Linked DNA regions of Zea mays: region 2 is linked to region 1. Evidence: chromatin contacts called from public Hi-C data. All regions are on one chromosome and are shown on one strand. The core of a region is the stretch at or near the end of the contact, and the rest is flanking DNA. Distances in the headings are between cores, read along the strand shown.

Region 1 (7,424 bases), core at 1,736-4,235:
GCCATGAATTCGTCAAAATGGTACCTGAGATGCTTTGAGATCAAGCTCATCCCATTCAAAAGATGGGTTTGTACCTTCAACGATCCCCGCACCGGCGTACACCAGAGTGCTGTGACCCTGGAACCAAAGTTCGTTTTGTAACTATAAAATCTAACAATTTCGAATCTGTTCAAGTTTAAAAAAGATTTGGAGTTCGGTTTACTTTTCCAAGTAACGCTGATCTAATCCCGACAGCGAACTCGCACTCAGCTCCTCCAAGCCAGCCAACAGGACCAGCATACATTCCACGGTCAAAAATTTCTGTCAGAATATCCAAAAACCTAGTTAGTATGTGTCTAATTTCAGAAAGGCTATGTTCGAACAGAATAATCAAATTTGAGCATACCACAATCCCGTATGAATTGGCGTGCCTCTTCAGTGGGCAAGCCACAAACAGCTGGACTCGGATGGAGGGTGTTTAGAATCTCAAACTGCATCGCCAGCACAAGTTGCTATCGTTACCTTATATGATGTTCACCCAACTCAAGTAGTAGAAGTTTTGTCATAGGTCACCTCATCATCTTCGTTCCTTATTCGCGCAGCTAACTGCGCTGACAGATGCTGGACTCTTGGAAGTTTCCGCAGAGCCTTGCTGGGATGGACAACCACCTCATCACAGATCATCTGCAGATCAGGTTACAGATGCTAGTTCAGTAAATTGCAGGAAACCATACTCTTTCCCCCAACAACCAAAAAAAAAATGCATTCGAGATGTATCAGTATCTCTAGAACTCAACTTGCCTCCAGCTTGTTCTTGATGCTGTCCCGTACTATAGTGAATTCGATGTCCTCTTTGCTACTGCAAGAAGAAAAAAAACATGTATGAGTACTCGCTCAGTTTTTAGTACAAGGTGTTGATCTGAAGCTGACTCCCTCGATCACAGTAAGTTACAGATCCTAAGGAGGGAAAGGAACCTTAGAAGCAAATCCTGACCGATTTGAAAGTCATCTGCCCTTGTCTTCCCTCTTGCCCGAGTACCAGCTAGAGCCTCGCTGGAAATGTTCAAGTACTTCCGATGAAATAGTTGCTCTGGCTATTCAGAATGTTTGCATGAAATGAACATTAGTTAGAAGAAGAAAAAAGCTATATAGCATTGTCGTTACATCCATTTGTTTTTCTCACTAAATAGAAGGGGGGAAAAAACAAAAGTGTGCGGTGCTGATTTTGAAGAATAAAAATAAAAACAAACAAGAACACAGTAAACATACGCTATTTCCGACAAACGCAGGAGCACCCGGTGGCTGTATGCAGAATTGATAAGCATTTTGGCCCTCAGCCTGCATAGTTAGATTACAGAGTGTCAATGCAAATGTCAATGCAAGTGTCAGTAATGTATTTTCAGAAATGTCAATGCAAATGTCAATGCAGAATTGATAAGCATTTTGGCCCTCAGGAACACAGTAAGCATTTGAGAAAGCATGCAGACCTTCAAGCAAGCCAGCAGTTCCACAGGGTCAATGCAAGTGTCAGTAATGTATCTGCTACACCTTGCCAGTACAACCTGTAAGAAAGAAGGTAGGTAACTCCATTCATATTTTCAGATACGCTCTAAACAAATAGAGAACAAAAAACGGCTTACCTTTACCAATTCTCTTTGCCTGCCCTTGATCATATGGAGAGCTTTAGTAACTGCAAGATCCCAAGACGCCTTGGTCGGGACATGATTGAGACTTACGATGGCTGTCTGTAGGCTGGCCTTGTTCGCTTGAACAGAAGAGCAAGGCGATATCTGAGGGAAAAAAAGTACTACAGGCTGTTACAGTCTTCTAGCAGACGGTTAAAAAACCGGACGACGAGGAACGCGCAACACCTTTCGCAGAGTCGATTGGAGCTCCTCCACGGCGTTGTGCCATGTCCATGAGAGCGAGTCGTCCCACGCGATGGTCGTCGCGAGGACTGAGCTCTCCTCGAGCTCATTGAACTCGACCTGCACCAACATACTTGAGACGTTTCGCAAGCAAAATTCAGAGCAAGATGGACAAATGAGGTTTAGCAGTTGCAGATCGAGCAACTTACTTGAGGAACAACGAAGTAGAATGAGCCGTAGTCCTCCCATTCAACGGAAGCGTCACTCGTGGCGTCGAAACGGATGGCGCCATATGCGCGGACCAGTGGACAGTCCCTTGGAAGAAATCTTCATAGGTACACGAATTCGCAAGCGTAACAAGCAGCCAGGTTCAGTATCGACCGTACCAAAACATGGCAAATTCAGAAAATAAGACGATTACCTCTTGATTGCGCGCCAATCAGCTAGAGAAAAGGGCTCCGTCCCTCGGAAGAAGACCGCCGAACCCACGCCCGCGACACTCACCGGCTGCTGCCGATGGACACTGCCGTTGCCGTTGCCGTTGCCGGCGAGGGCGGGCGCGTCGGGCAACGGCGCCCGGGCCGAGAAGAAGCAGCGGGGCAGCGTGGTCTGCGCGTGCAGCCACTCCACGGCGTCCACCCGCTGCGTGATGGGCACCTCGATGCGGATGATGCCGGAGGGCGCGGCCGGTGGCGCTGCGTTGGACCAGAGCGCGTCCACGGCGGCCCTGAGCCGCCCCACTGCGTCGTGCGGCGCCGGCGCGGCCGGCAGCGCCCGCGTCTCGCGCACGCACACCGCGCCGCGGTCCCCGGCGCCCGGCGCGCACCCGTTCATGGACAGCGAGCACGACAAGCGCGCCCATCTCCCCACCTGTGATGCATGTGCACGTGCAAAACATATCAGCGCACGGTCCGCCTGCGTAGGTGACCAAGACCAGAAAAGGCCGAAAGGATCGGAAACGAGGAGCATGCCGTGGTGGCGGACGCCGGGCGCGCGGCGAGCAGCCGGCCCGGGGAGTAGCGCGAGGAAGACGGTGGCGGCATCGGTGCGCGGCGCGGGCGGGCCGGACAGCACGGCGCGCAGGAACACTAGCAGTGCAGCACAGCGGCACGCGCACGTCGCGCCTCCTTCGTGAGTCGCGAGAAGAGATAAGAGAAGATCCGCATGGGGATAAGTGGCACAACCGTTATTCGCTGCTCATGGCGTGGGCACGTGTGCCAATTAGGGATGTTTCTAAAACATCCGACTTGTATCACAAATCTAATATTTTAATATAGATATACATAGAATTTAAAGATAATTTTTGGCAATGTTATTAAGAATATTACGAAGTATTTAAATAAATTTTTATATAATTTTTTATGTACATTATTTTCTCTCTACAATAAAAAAGGTGAAAAAACATTTAAATCCGTATTCGAATAGACATCCGAATTGTATATCAATTATTTAAAAAGATATATAATGAATTTAATGTTAGTTTTTTGTGAAGATTAATAGTCTCAATACTAAAAATAAGAATATAAATTTACATAGCAAATTCTATATGTTATTTGTTCACAATCGAAGAAACAAGACCGAAAATTTGACATCCGAATAAATATCCGGATCCATCCCTAGTGCCAATGTCACGCACAAAATGGAATTTATGGTCCGTTAGCTCCATTTGTACTAAACTTTACTCTACGTTTTAATTCTTTTTAGAGGCTAAATTGTTAAACATAAGTACTAAGGGAGCGTTTGTCAGAGCTCTCATAGCTACACTCCCAGCGAGAATCACTTTTAGAAAGTCAAACGGATAAAAATTAAGTTGCTCCATAGTAGAGAGTGGGAGCTAAAAAAATCTGCTTCCCGCTGTTCCCAACCTACTCCCCACACTCCAACCCCTCAGGAATCATTTCACACATAATTTGTCGAATGGTTTTCGTCAAATAGATTCACTTCTACTTAAGAATCATTTGGAATTACTCTATTGGCCAATTAGCTCTCGGAGCTAGAGAATCATGGAGAAGAGCTCTCCAAACGAGGCCTAAATACTTCTACTCTCTGATTCCTTGAAATATGGACTAAGAAAACTAAAAGTCAAATTAGACAACATGTCAGGTCTACTCGCCATGTCGTCGCCATGCTCATCTCCATGCCACCACCGCCGCTCCTTCCCACGCCGACGACCCTACTCCTCTGTCCTCTCCATGTCTATAGCCCCGCTCCTCTCGATGTCGTCGCCTCTACCCGACTCCATGCCATCAACCCCACTCCTCTCCACGATGTCTCCCTCTCCTCCCCCACAAGGCTACACCTTCAACCCCCCATTCCCTGCTCTTCCCCACGTTTGCAAACCCCACTCCTCCCCACACATCCACCCTCGCTTGTTCTCTTCCCCACGCATGCAAACCCCACTCCCCCCACGTCGTCACCCCTGCTTGTTTCCACGTCATCGACCCAACTCCCCCACGATGGCCTCCTACTCCCCACACCAAAGACCCCCCTTGCCCACGCTTGCAACCCCCACTCCTCCCCACACATCCACCCCGCTCTCCCCACACCGCTGACCCCCTCTCCTCCCCACGTCGCCGACCTTCACTTCTCCACATGCCACTGCTCTTGTTCCTCCCCACCATTGACCCCACTCCACCATGGACACACGACTTCTTTTCTCGAGTTTTTTAGTCTTTGTTTGTGTATTTTAATTGACTTTAGTCTCTAGATCCAAATATAGTAGACTAAAATTTAGTCTTTCAACTAACTTTAGTTCAAGGACTAATGGAAAAAACATGCCCTTACTCCATGTATGTTTAAGATTGTTTTGAGACATGTGTAAAAAATATCATTTTGAATAAAGGAATTAGTATGAATCATATTAGGATTTTACTAAAATCAGTCTAGTTTTATTCAAAAAATGTTTCTGGCAAACGATTTACAAATGGAGCAACGACCAACACGGAGATGCTCCCAAACAAGGTGGCACAAGTAGAGGCTGCCGGACTCAATGAGGAAGAAATAGCGCTTGTAATAAAGCGCTTCAAGACTGCATTGAAGAGACGCAAGGACTGCCCCAACAAGAACAAATCAAGGATGAATCGCTCACGCTTCAAATGCGGTAAGACTGGTCATTTTATTGCTCAATGTCTCGAGAATGAGAATGATCATGTACAAGAAAAGAAAGGGATGAAGGAGAAGAAGAAATTCTATAGAAAGACAAAAGGTGAGGCACATATTGGCAAGGAATGGGACTCGGACTGCTGCTCATCTGACTCTGATGATGAAGGACTTGTTGCCTCCGGCTTCGACAAGTCCTCTTCTTCCCCAACGAGCATCACACTTGTCTCCAACAGTTCTTAATTCTTAGGTTATTAACTTTTTGAAAATTATACTAACTCGATAGTAAATTCATCATTTCTATCACTTAAATCATTTAAAATGCATCACTTGTATACATATACGAACTCAATGGCAGACAAGTGAGTTTATGGTGTAATTGATGAGTAAAACAGGCTATTGGAAGTGTGAAATAACTCTCTAAGTTTAGAGTCTGAGTGTCTGTTTGGCAAAGCTTCGGCTCTGGCTTTTCTCTAGAAAAAGCTAGAGCCCTGCCAAACACCTTTTTAAAAAATGACTTACTAAGAAAAGCACTTAAAAGCCGGAGCCATTTTTGTACGACGAAGAAAAAGCCACAAATAGTAGCTTCATCAGCTCTAGCACTTTAATACATGAAAATAGCTATGGCTCTAGGGTAAGGCGTTTCTGGCAAACGATTTACAAAATGGTTTCAACTCTATAAAAAAAGTTTCTTTTCAGAAAAAAGTTAAGTTCTGTTTTTGGCAAATCAAAGCTATGCCCAATGGACCTCAAATATGAATATTTAAGAAGTTGATATATTTAAGAATCTTATTTAAGAAAATGTTAGAGCATAATTTTTTTGTTACTGACACCTTAAATTAAATTTAGGGAAGTTTTTGGAACCGGTGTAGATGCTCTAACTAGGTCATACTATTAAAGGTGCCCTAGTACCAATTCATATAATACCAAACATAACGTTGACAACCAATTGCATTCAGAAGTGAACGCATCTAAGCATAAACTGATTGGAATTTATGACATGAATTAAGTACAACACCAACAAAAAAACACATCAAACGATTGGATAAAACCCCGACACTACAAGACAAAATATATCAACCGATGACAAAGGGGTGTTTGTTTCAACTTATGGGGTGTTTGTTTCAACTTATTTACACTTCTGACCACAGCTGTTGTAAACTCTCAAACGTCTGGCTTCAGTCTACTTTTATGAGAATCGATTTGATAAAAACTATCTAAAATTAACGTGAATACAAAATCGGTAAGTCGCGACAGTAGAAATCCATCACTTTCTAAATTTAAATTATATAGACTTCTTCATCTTACTCTGCACATAATTCTCATGATGCTCTAATTCTTCTCACAACCATATTCTCCACAGATAAATTCTTAGATTATTAGAAAAGCTTGTCAGAAAAAAGATGAAACAAACCGGTCCAAAAAACGCAGTTAGAAAACTGAACCACCCCTACCTCAATTGACAATGTCACCATCAACCATTGTAAACAAGTTCAGAATTCTACTGGGCTCGAATTATTTTGGAAGTTGCTCATTTAACAGAGCGCTAAGCAGATGACCCAAAAATTTCCTCAATGAAACATTTCGCAGTTCATGAAATCAACAGACTGCAACGACCAAAAGATGCCGGTAACCCCAACAGTTTTGTTTTCCCCAGCTGACCTGATATGACCCAAACAGTCATGCTAGGACCTTAGAAGAAAAAATAGTCTTGATAATCAATCAGGGCTTGAGGGCCACAGCAATTCCAACCTTCGAGCTCTTCTCAATGGTCTTTGTATCGACCTCAGCCGAGATGGTGACCAGCGACTTTGGCCTCCACTCATGCTGGATCAGGACGCTGGCTTTGCCCGAGTTGTTGATGCGTGCCTTCAAGACGGTTAGTGGGTCCAGAGTGTGCTGCCCGCCAAAGGTGAGGGTGTTTTCATTGGTCGAGAAACTGTGGGTAAGCTCTGCCCCAACAGCTGTGTTTGTCAATTCGCTCACCTTGTGGTAGTAAGCTCCAGTAAGGTTGTCTCCCTTGTTGTTCCTGCAAGAGAAGGTTGGATAAGTTACAGAAAATTTGGATGTAACTGCAATAATAAGACGTTAAACGTCCTTAAAAATGGGATTATATCTGTTGAGGAACTATGACATCAATTTCATTTAATATAAGATTATACATAAGACTTTTGACTCAATTAGAAAAACAAAATGCTGAGCACCAAACCCTTACTGGAGGCACAGCTTAATATTAGCCATACTGCTACCAGCTTACTGCAAGAGATCCTTTTTTCAGTGAAACTAAAAACACTAGCAAAGTCAGTTACATTGACCAATTTCTGTACATGCAATAATCTGAGTGAGTTGCGAAAGGGCCTCTAACCTAGTGATTAAAGGCTTCCGAGTAACACCTCAGGGGCGAATTTTTCGGCTTGGTTAAAAAAATTCCCTCGTTGTGCCCCATCCGCTCTCGGTCTCGGGTTACGATGTCCTATG
Region 2 (7,424 bases), core at 1,599-4,098, 250 kb before region 1:
CTACACGAGACCCATACATAACAGGGTTGATTTGGTGACAAAGGGAGCATGGGAGGATTGGAGGGGATTTAGGGGGAAATGAACTAATTTTCCCTCAATCCTCTACAATACCCCGTGATCTCTGGTCACCAAATCAGCCATTATAGAGTAAAGCCCATCTAACGCTATCTCATGTCTAGCTTTGCGACCAAGATCAATACATAATCTTTGTATTATACTCGCTCCGTTCCAAAATATTTTTTTCTAGTTCTCCTTTTTTCGTCCACATTCGAATATAAAAATGAATATAAATATACATATCAACTACATTAATATTCATAGATTAATTAACAAATATATATATATATATAATCTAAAACGAATTATATTTTGAGACGAGGAGGGTATTATAGTATTTTGTAGATATTGTTACTCTCTTGGTTTTAAATTTGTCGGGTACCGTAATTAGGGGTACCCTCAATGCTCCTAAACACGGCTGGAAAACATCTTTAGAACAAACCGCAAAAGGCTGATAAGCACGATTCAAGTCAGGGCCTCAACTACCAAGGGACGCGACCTCATCCGAGCCCAGCCTCGGCCTCGGGCGGGAACAGTAGTCCCGGTCGGATTCACGCCTCGCCCGAGGGCCTCCTCAGGCAGTGAGCGCACCCTCGGCTCGCCCGAAGCCCAGCTTGGGCAAACTTTGTCGTGCAGCGACCTCGGCCAAATCGCCTTACCAACCGACCGTATCGTATGCGCATTTAATACGTGGATCGCCTCACACCTTATCCTGACACGCGTGCCTCAGTCGGCAAGGTCGAAGTGACCGCAGTCACTTCGCCCCTTTACTGACCGCTCTGACAGGAAAGCAGCGCTATTCACCCCGTTCCGACTATTGTGCCAACCACCAGGGTAAAGCTGAGTCATGACCTCCCCCGAGTTCAGCCTCGGGCGCAACAGGGAGCTCCGCCTCGCCCGACCCTCAGCCTCGCCCTCAGGAGGAGTCACGTCCTCGCCCGACCCCAGGCCTCGGCCTCAGGAGAAGTCTCCGCCTCGCCCGACCTCGGCCTCGGACCAACTGCGCTACAGGGGATACATCATTACCCTACCCCTAGCTAGCTGCCTCAGGCTACGAAGAAACAAGACCGGTGTCCCATCTAAGGTTACTCCGGTAACAGGTAATGATGGTTCCCCGCGTGCGCCCATGACGTCGGTTGCTCTCAACCCTCTACGGAAGCAAGGAAACGTCAGCAGGATCCATGCCGCACCGCCAGCTATGCTTCTACAGGGCTCAAGACACTTCTCCGACAGCCACGTTAGCACACGTACAGCCGTACAGGGCTTAAGGCACTTCTCCGCCAGCCACGTTAGCACATAGCTACACCCCCATTGTACAGCTGGGCATCCCCTTGTATCTATAAAAGGGAATGTCCAGGGCCTTCCTAGAGGCAGACAAACAGACGCAGACGCGGAGACGGACGCACACAGGGACAGGGCGAGCGAAGAGAGGCAGGCAGGGTAGGAGAGACGCGGAGGAGGCTAGCTCAGACAGCTCACCTCAAGGCCAAACTCTCTCTCTCTTGCTCGCTCTCGCTCTCTCGCGACGCTTGTAACCCCTACTACGAGCACCCTGGTGCAAGATAATATAAGCCTCATTCCCTCTCTTGTGTTCCATCTTGCATCAACACATCTGGACAGGGGCACGCAGCAACAAATTCACTGGTCGGTTGACGGTCCTCGCGGGTCCGAAACGCCGACAAAATTATAAATAGTTTTGATTTTTAGTCTTTTCTATATACATAAATATGATTAATATCTTGATATATACAGTAAAAGTTATACTTATTTATAAAAACAAGAGTATTAGTTAAAATGTCATAGTATTAGAGATGGCTCAATACAATTGTTGCATAACCCATAATCCCGTATTAGTGACGAGAGTACGAGACCTACATATATGACCGACTTTACCTGTTCTAAAGTATAGGACTTCAAAATTTTATGCTAGATATTTTTTTTAATAAACTAAGCATGTTTATACTCTTTCTGCTCGTAATATGTTTTGCCTTCTTAATGTTGTCTTGTCTAGATATATAGTAAAACATATATGTTTTAAAAAAATGACAAAACATTATAGGAACAGATGGAGTACAAACATACTGCAACCCGGATGGGTTTATTTGAATCCAACGTAAAATACAATCTAAGCAAGTTTATTCAAAAGTACAAAACCGAATGAGTTCATTTGAATATTATCGCAACAAAAGTACTAGTAGACTGTATATGTGGCGATCTAGCGCTACCTTGTTGAAGGAATAGCGGGCAAGTACTCCTGCGGTCTCCCCGGCGAACACCATCTTCCTGCCGTCGAGCGGCCCAGAGTCGGCACCACTGGCGCCCGGCAAGACTGAGACGAGCAGCAGCACCACCAGCAACGACGTCATGCCGGCGCCGGCGGCCGTTGCCGTGGGCAGTCTCTGCATGATTCTCGTCGTTGTTCTCTCTCTGTCTCGATCGACCGAGATCAGGTCGTCGGTCGACACACTCTGTCAGTGAGACTGCCTTGGGTTGAGTTGGGATCGGACTCGGGAGAGAGTGCGTTATTTAGTGGTGGTGCGTTGACTGGGAGAGAGTGATCGGAACCGGGGAGGGGCGGAGGGGGGGACGATGAAAAGGTCGTCGGAGAACCCCGCGGATCGCGCAAAAGAATTGGATCATGTGAACCGACGCATTCCGGGGCAGGCATGCAGGGGCAGAGGGCAGACAGACCAGCAGAGTGGCAGGCAATGCTGCTGGAAGTGGTGGAGGGTCTCACTCTCGCTCTCACGTGCCGACAAGGGCCTCCTGTCTGTCTGCCTCGCCCATCACTGCAATAAAAAGCTTTACGAAGAGAGTTTTCTTGGACCTTGCTCTTGTTGGAAACGATGGGCCGGGGTTCCATGTACTGTACTGTATCCGCTCACGTGGTGGTTTATGACCCATTGTCCATTGATATTACACGGTCAATGCAAAGTTAAGCTAATAAATAGTACAGTATATTTATTTATACAAAAAAGTGTATATAACTCTCCGATCTTCACAGACCGTCTGATTATTTATCTACATCATCTCATCTTGAATCACCGCATGCGTTTACTTTATTTAAGATTATGTTTGGTAGCTTGTATGTAAAAGTCATAGTCTGTATGAGTGGATGCAAAATAAGTCATTTTGATGCTATTAACCTGCATCCACTCATACGCTTAAAATTATTGTATATGGCTGGCTAGTGCGGCGTCAGCCTGCGCATGGACGTGCAGCCATCCAATCGGGCTGAGAGTGATCTAATTACCCAGGGCCGGTCCTCACATTTTCGAGGCCCTGAGCAAAAGAAATATATTTTCTAGGCCCTGAGCAAAAGTTAATATTGAGGCCCCTCCTATCTCCATATATGTGTATATATGTATAAATGTATAATATATATATATATATATATATTTATATATAGAAACTTATATATGGTGAAAGCATCTAGGCCCCTGATTGGTTTTAGTGATTAATGACAACGTAATATTACATGTGACTAACATGTGTTTTGCAGAGGCAAATGGTAAGTTAGGTCGCATTACAGGTAGATGTACTACAACGGTGAAAACAATCTCGGAGATAAGAACTTGAAGCGACAGCTAAAGCGAAGAAACACAAAGTGAAGGTCTTCGTATTCCGAGTGTCAAGGAGTTGCGGACACTCGTGATATTTTATCTTAGCCGTACTATAAAGAGGGGTTGTCGATGAGTAGTTTGACCAAGAGAGTTCTAGTGTAGTGTTGATGCATATTCACACTCACATATAGTGCTAGGTGTCACTCTAGAACATACTCACGAGTTAGAACGAAAACCGATTTGAAAAACAGCAGAAAATAGAAATTAGGGTTTCTGTCTGTAGGGCATCGGACTGTCCGGTGCGCCCTCTGTTAGATGGGGCCAGGTTGGCCCGGGGAAGGGTTTCCCCCTCGCAGAAACCCGAGAGCGCAGGGTTTGAGAGTTGAATTTTAGTGGCACACCGGACAACAGTCCAGTGCGCACCGGACAGTGACTGTTCACTGTCCGGTGTGCCATCTGCCCAACGGCTAGCTGTCAGAACTAGCCGTTGGAGTCGACCGTTGGCGCACCAGTGGCGCACCGGACTGTCCGGTGCGCCCATGTGCAGCAGGGTTTGTGTAACGGCTAGTTGGTGGGTGAGGGCTATTTATACCCCCTCCACCCACCATATTCAATGTCTTGCTGCCCACATTTACTCCTACACTTTGGTAGAGCATTGCAAGCACCACAAAATCTAGTGAGGTGATTAGAGAATCTTAATCCCGCATTTGGACCTCATTAGCGCTAGCAAGAGCCACCTAGAGCACACACCACTTGTATTAGGCTTCTCTTGGTCAAGCGAAAGTCTACGACTTGTTACTCTTGGTGATCGGCATCACCTAGACGGCTTGGTGGCGTTGGGAGCTCGGTGATCACCGTGGATATCTTGTTGGTGACCCGACTCAAGTTTGTTAGTGGTCGTGAGGGATCCATCGCGCCGGAGTGGCAAAGGATCATCTCGTAGTGAGCACTTGGTTCTTGCGAGGATCAAGGGGGAGCGATACCCTTGCGCGGGTGCTCCAACGTGGACTAGGGGAGAGTGCTGACTCTTCGATACCTCGGGAAAAATTGGAGGAGTCTTCTAAACCTTGCTTTACATTCCACACTTAATTCAAGCATTTTACATTGTGTATTTGTTTAGCAAGTATTTGAAGTATTGTCTTAGCATTATTGTATTTCTAGTATTATTCTCTTAGTACTAGTTGGGGTGAAGTTGGGCTCTTGCTTAGGTTTTAATTAGTGTTGATTTTTAGAAAAGCCCAATTCACCCCCCTCTTGGGCATCGTGATCCTTTCAATTGGTATCGGAGCCTTGTTGCTCTTAGATTAGCTTAACCGCTAGAGTAACGATGTCCGGTGGGGATGGACCTCCGCCCGTTTTTTATGGTGACGATTTTCCATATTGGAAAATTCGTATGGAAGCATATTTAGAGGCTATAGACATTGGTGTCTACAAAGCCGCCACACAAGGATTCCCCGAACCTAGAGAACCCACAAATCTTGTAGGTGAAGAGTTTAATTATGAGAAATGGAATGCTAAGGCCAAAAACACCCTTTTTAGAGGCCTTTGCAAAGATGTGTTTAATAGAGTTAGAAACCATAAAAATGCTCATGATTTGTGGATGGACATATGTGCTCTACATGAAGGAACTAGAAGTGAGCGTGAGGAGAGATATCACATTGCTATGAGAAAGTTAAATTATTTTGAAATGCTTGCTAATGAAAATGCCAATGCTTTGTACTCACGTCTTAATATTCTTGTAGAGGAAGTAAATGGCTTGGGGCTTACACAAATTTCACAACTGGATGTTGTGAGGAAGATTCTCAGTGTCCTCCCAATTGACAAATATGGACACATTGTCACAGTGCTGCATCAAATGGATCTTTCAGTTACCACACCTACACAGATTTTGGGAAAGATCAATGCTCATGAGATGTACATGCACATCAATGACAAGGATGAGTCATCTTCCAAGAGAAAGGATTTGGCTCTCAAAGCAAATCAAGAAAGAAAAGGAAAAGCTAAAGTACAAATTGAGGAGGAATCCTCAAGTGATGATGACCTTGATGCTAACATTGCCTTGATGGTGAGGAAGACCACCAAGATGTTAAAGAAGCTCAACAGAGAAGGCATCTGTAACGCCCTGAATTTGGGGGTAGAATTTTTTCTTCTTTTCTCTTACCAAATTCAGGCGTTACCCTTTTCTTTTTTTCTCGTTCCCTCGCTAAACCTTGACCTTTTCCAAAGTTATAGCGGGTTTTGGCTTTAGACCCCGTGTAGAGCAAAACCCTAAATTACTTTATGTTGTTTGATGCACCATGCCGAACCATGCATTCTTTCGATTGCTTAAAAATGTAAGTGCATTCATCCAGGAAAAAACGGATTTCGAAAAGGAGAAAAAACCTTTTCTTTTCTTTATTTTTCTTTTCTTTTCTTTCTTTTTCCTTTCTCTCTCTCCTCCCTTTTTCTCTCTCCCGCGCCGTGGGCCGCCCCTGGCCGGCCCAGCCGCCCCCCACGCGCCCCCTTTGGGCCCATTGGCCCAGCCGCCCCCTCCCTTTCCCTCCCAATCCCCCCAATCCCTCTCCCTCCCTCTCATTCTCTCTCTTCCCCACCCCAGCCGTCGCCCCCTGCCCTAGCCGCCGCCCCTGCTCGTCGCCGGTTCGGCCGCCCGTCCCCGTCCCCGGTGAGGTCCCCCTCCCCCATCCCCCCTCCCCTTCCCCCTACCCGGCTCGGCCCCGCCGCTCGGCCGCCCCTGCGCTCCGGTCCGGCCGCCCGCCGCCAGCTCGGCCGCCCATGGCCGGCTCGGCCGCCGCCGCCCCTGCGCGCCCTACCCCGCCCCTGGCCGGCTCGGCCGCCCCTGCGCGCCAGCTCGGCCGCCCCCTGCCCCTGCGCCCCCGCCGGTTCGGCCGCCCGCCCCCCACCAGCTCGGCCGCCCGCCGCCGGCTTGGCCGCCCCCGCCCCTGCCCAGGCCGGTTCAACCGCCCCCTGGCCGGTTCAACCCCCCCCCTTTTTATTTTATTTTATTTTATTTTATTTTCTTTCATTGCTGTTATTTATTTTATTTTAGGCAGGTTAATCATTGTTCATGTTATTGAAGTAGGAAACTTAATTTAGAATTCCGTTACGCTAGTTAATTCATATAATCAATTGTTTATCCAGTTCAAAGTTGATCGACTAAAAATGACTAGGTTCCCATTAGTGCATATAACTAAATTCTTTTGTTAGAACCAATTGTAACTAATCATTAGTGCATAAGCTTTAACCCCCCCGCGAGACCTTTTCCCGTTTCTTTCTAACCATAATGAATGCGATATCGAATGTCATACTTGATGCATATTCACTTTATTTGTTCCCTTGTATGATGTACTGTTTGTCTCCCAATTTGAATGGATGAATGTATGTATGCTTGCAATCGCATAGAGAACGATTCGGTCGAAGAGCCCGAGGAACTCGCAGGAGAAGCCCCTGAGCAGCAGTCGGTTGGTGGAGGCAAGTGTCCTTTGACCTATGTCTGTCCTAGTCATTATTTAATTCACCTCCCGCTTTACACATTTATGCCTAAGGACTGACTAGATTTTGTTATCCATATCCTTGTTTACCTATATGGGTTGGATTATTATTAGTTAGCTTTATGCTATTGCTCAACTCTAATCAATGAACATGATGAGATTATCTATGATACGTTGTTTTCCCTTCTCTTATTATGATGTTGTACTTGTGGCTTTAAGGGGGCTCGAGCGGTTTCTCGAGTGCCTCTCCGTAAGGACCTGTTCTATGGATGACCGCCCGGGAAAACAGTGCAACCATGAGGGTGGAATGGGGTGC

What was found. A called contact is a pair of places that touch in the nucleus more often than the background predicts.
Region 2: a contact with region 1 is called in a Hi-C map of leaf, with 5 times the contacts expected there. The contact joins the promoter of LOC103634048 here to the promoter of LOC100275708 in region 1. A contact is called at or near these places in 7 of 25 Hi-C or Micro-C datasets (bundle sheath, ear, endosperm and 2 more).

What each region holds. Positions count from the first base shown.
Region 1 is chr7:102,145,547-102,152,970 of Zm-B73-REFERENCE-NAM-5.0, reverse strand. It overlaps LOC100275708 (Isochorismate synthase 2 chloroplastic), which reads right to left and starts at 2,985. Exons shown (of 14, transcript NM_001149738.2): 1 at 2,819-2,985; 2 at 2,269-2,717; 3 at 2,057-2,174; 4 at 1,851-1,967; 5 at 1,620-1,769; 6 at 1,467-1,541; 7 at 1,249-1,317; 8 at 955-1,073; 9 at 781-838; 10 at 553-663; 11 at 386-470; 12 at 203-300; 13 at 25-117. The coding sequence starts at 2,890. It overlaps LOC541795 (voltage-dependent anion channel protein1b), which reads right to left. Exons shown (of 6, transcript NM_001111478.2): 6 at 6,484-6,975. The coding sequence ends at 6,669.
Region 2 is chr7:102,393,497-102,400,920 of Zm-B73-REFERENCE-NAM-5.0, reverse strand. LOC103634048 (aminopeptidase M1-C) reads right to left here and starts at 2,848. Exons shown (of 20, transcript XM_020540886.3): 1 at 2,283-2,848. The coding sequence starts at 2,462.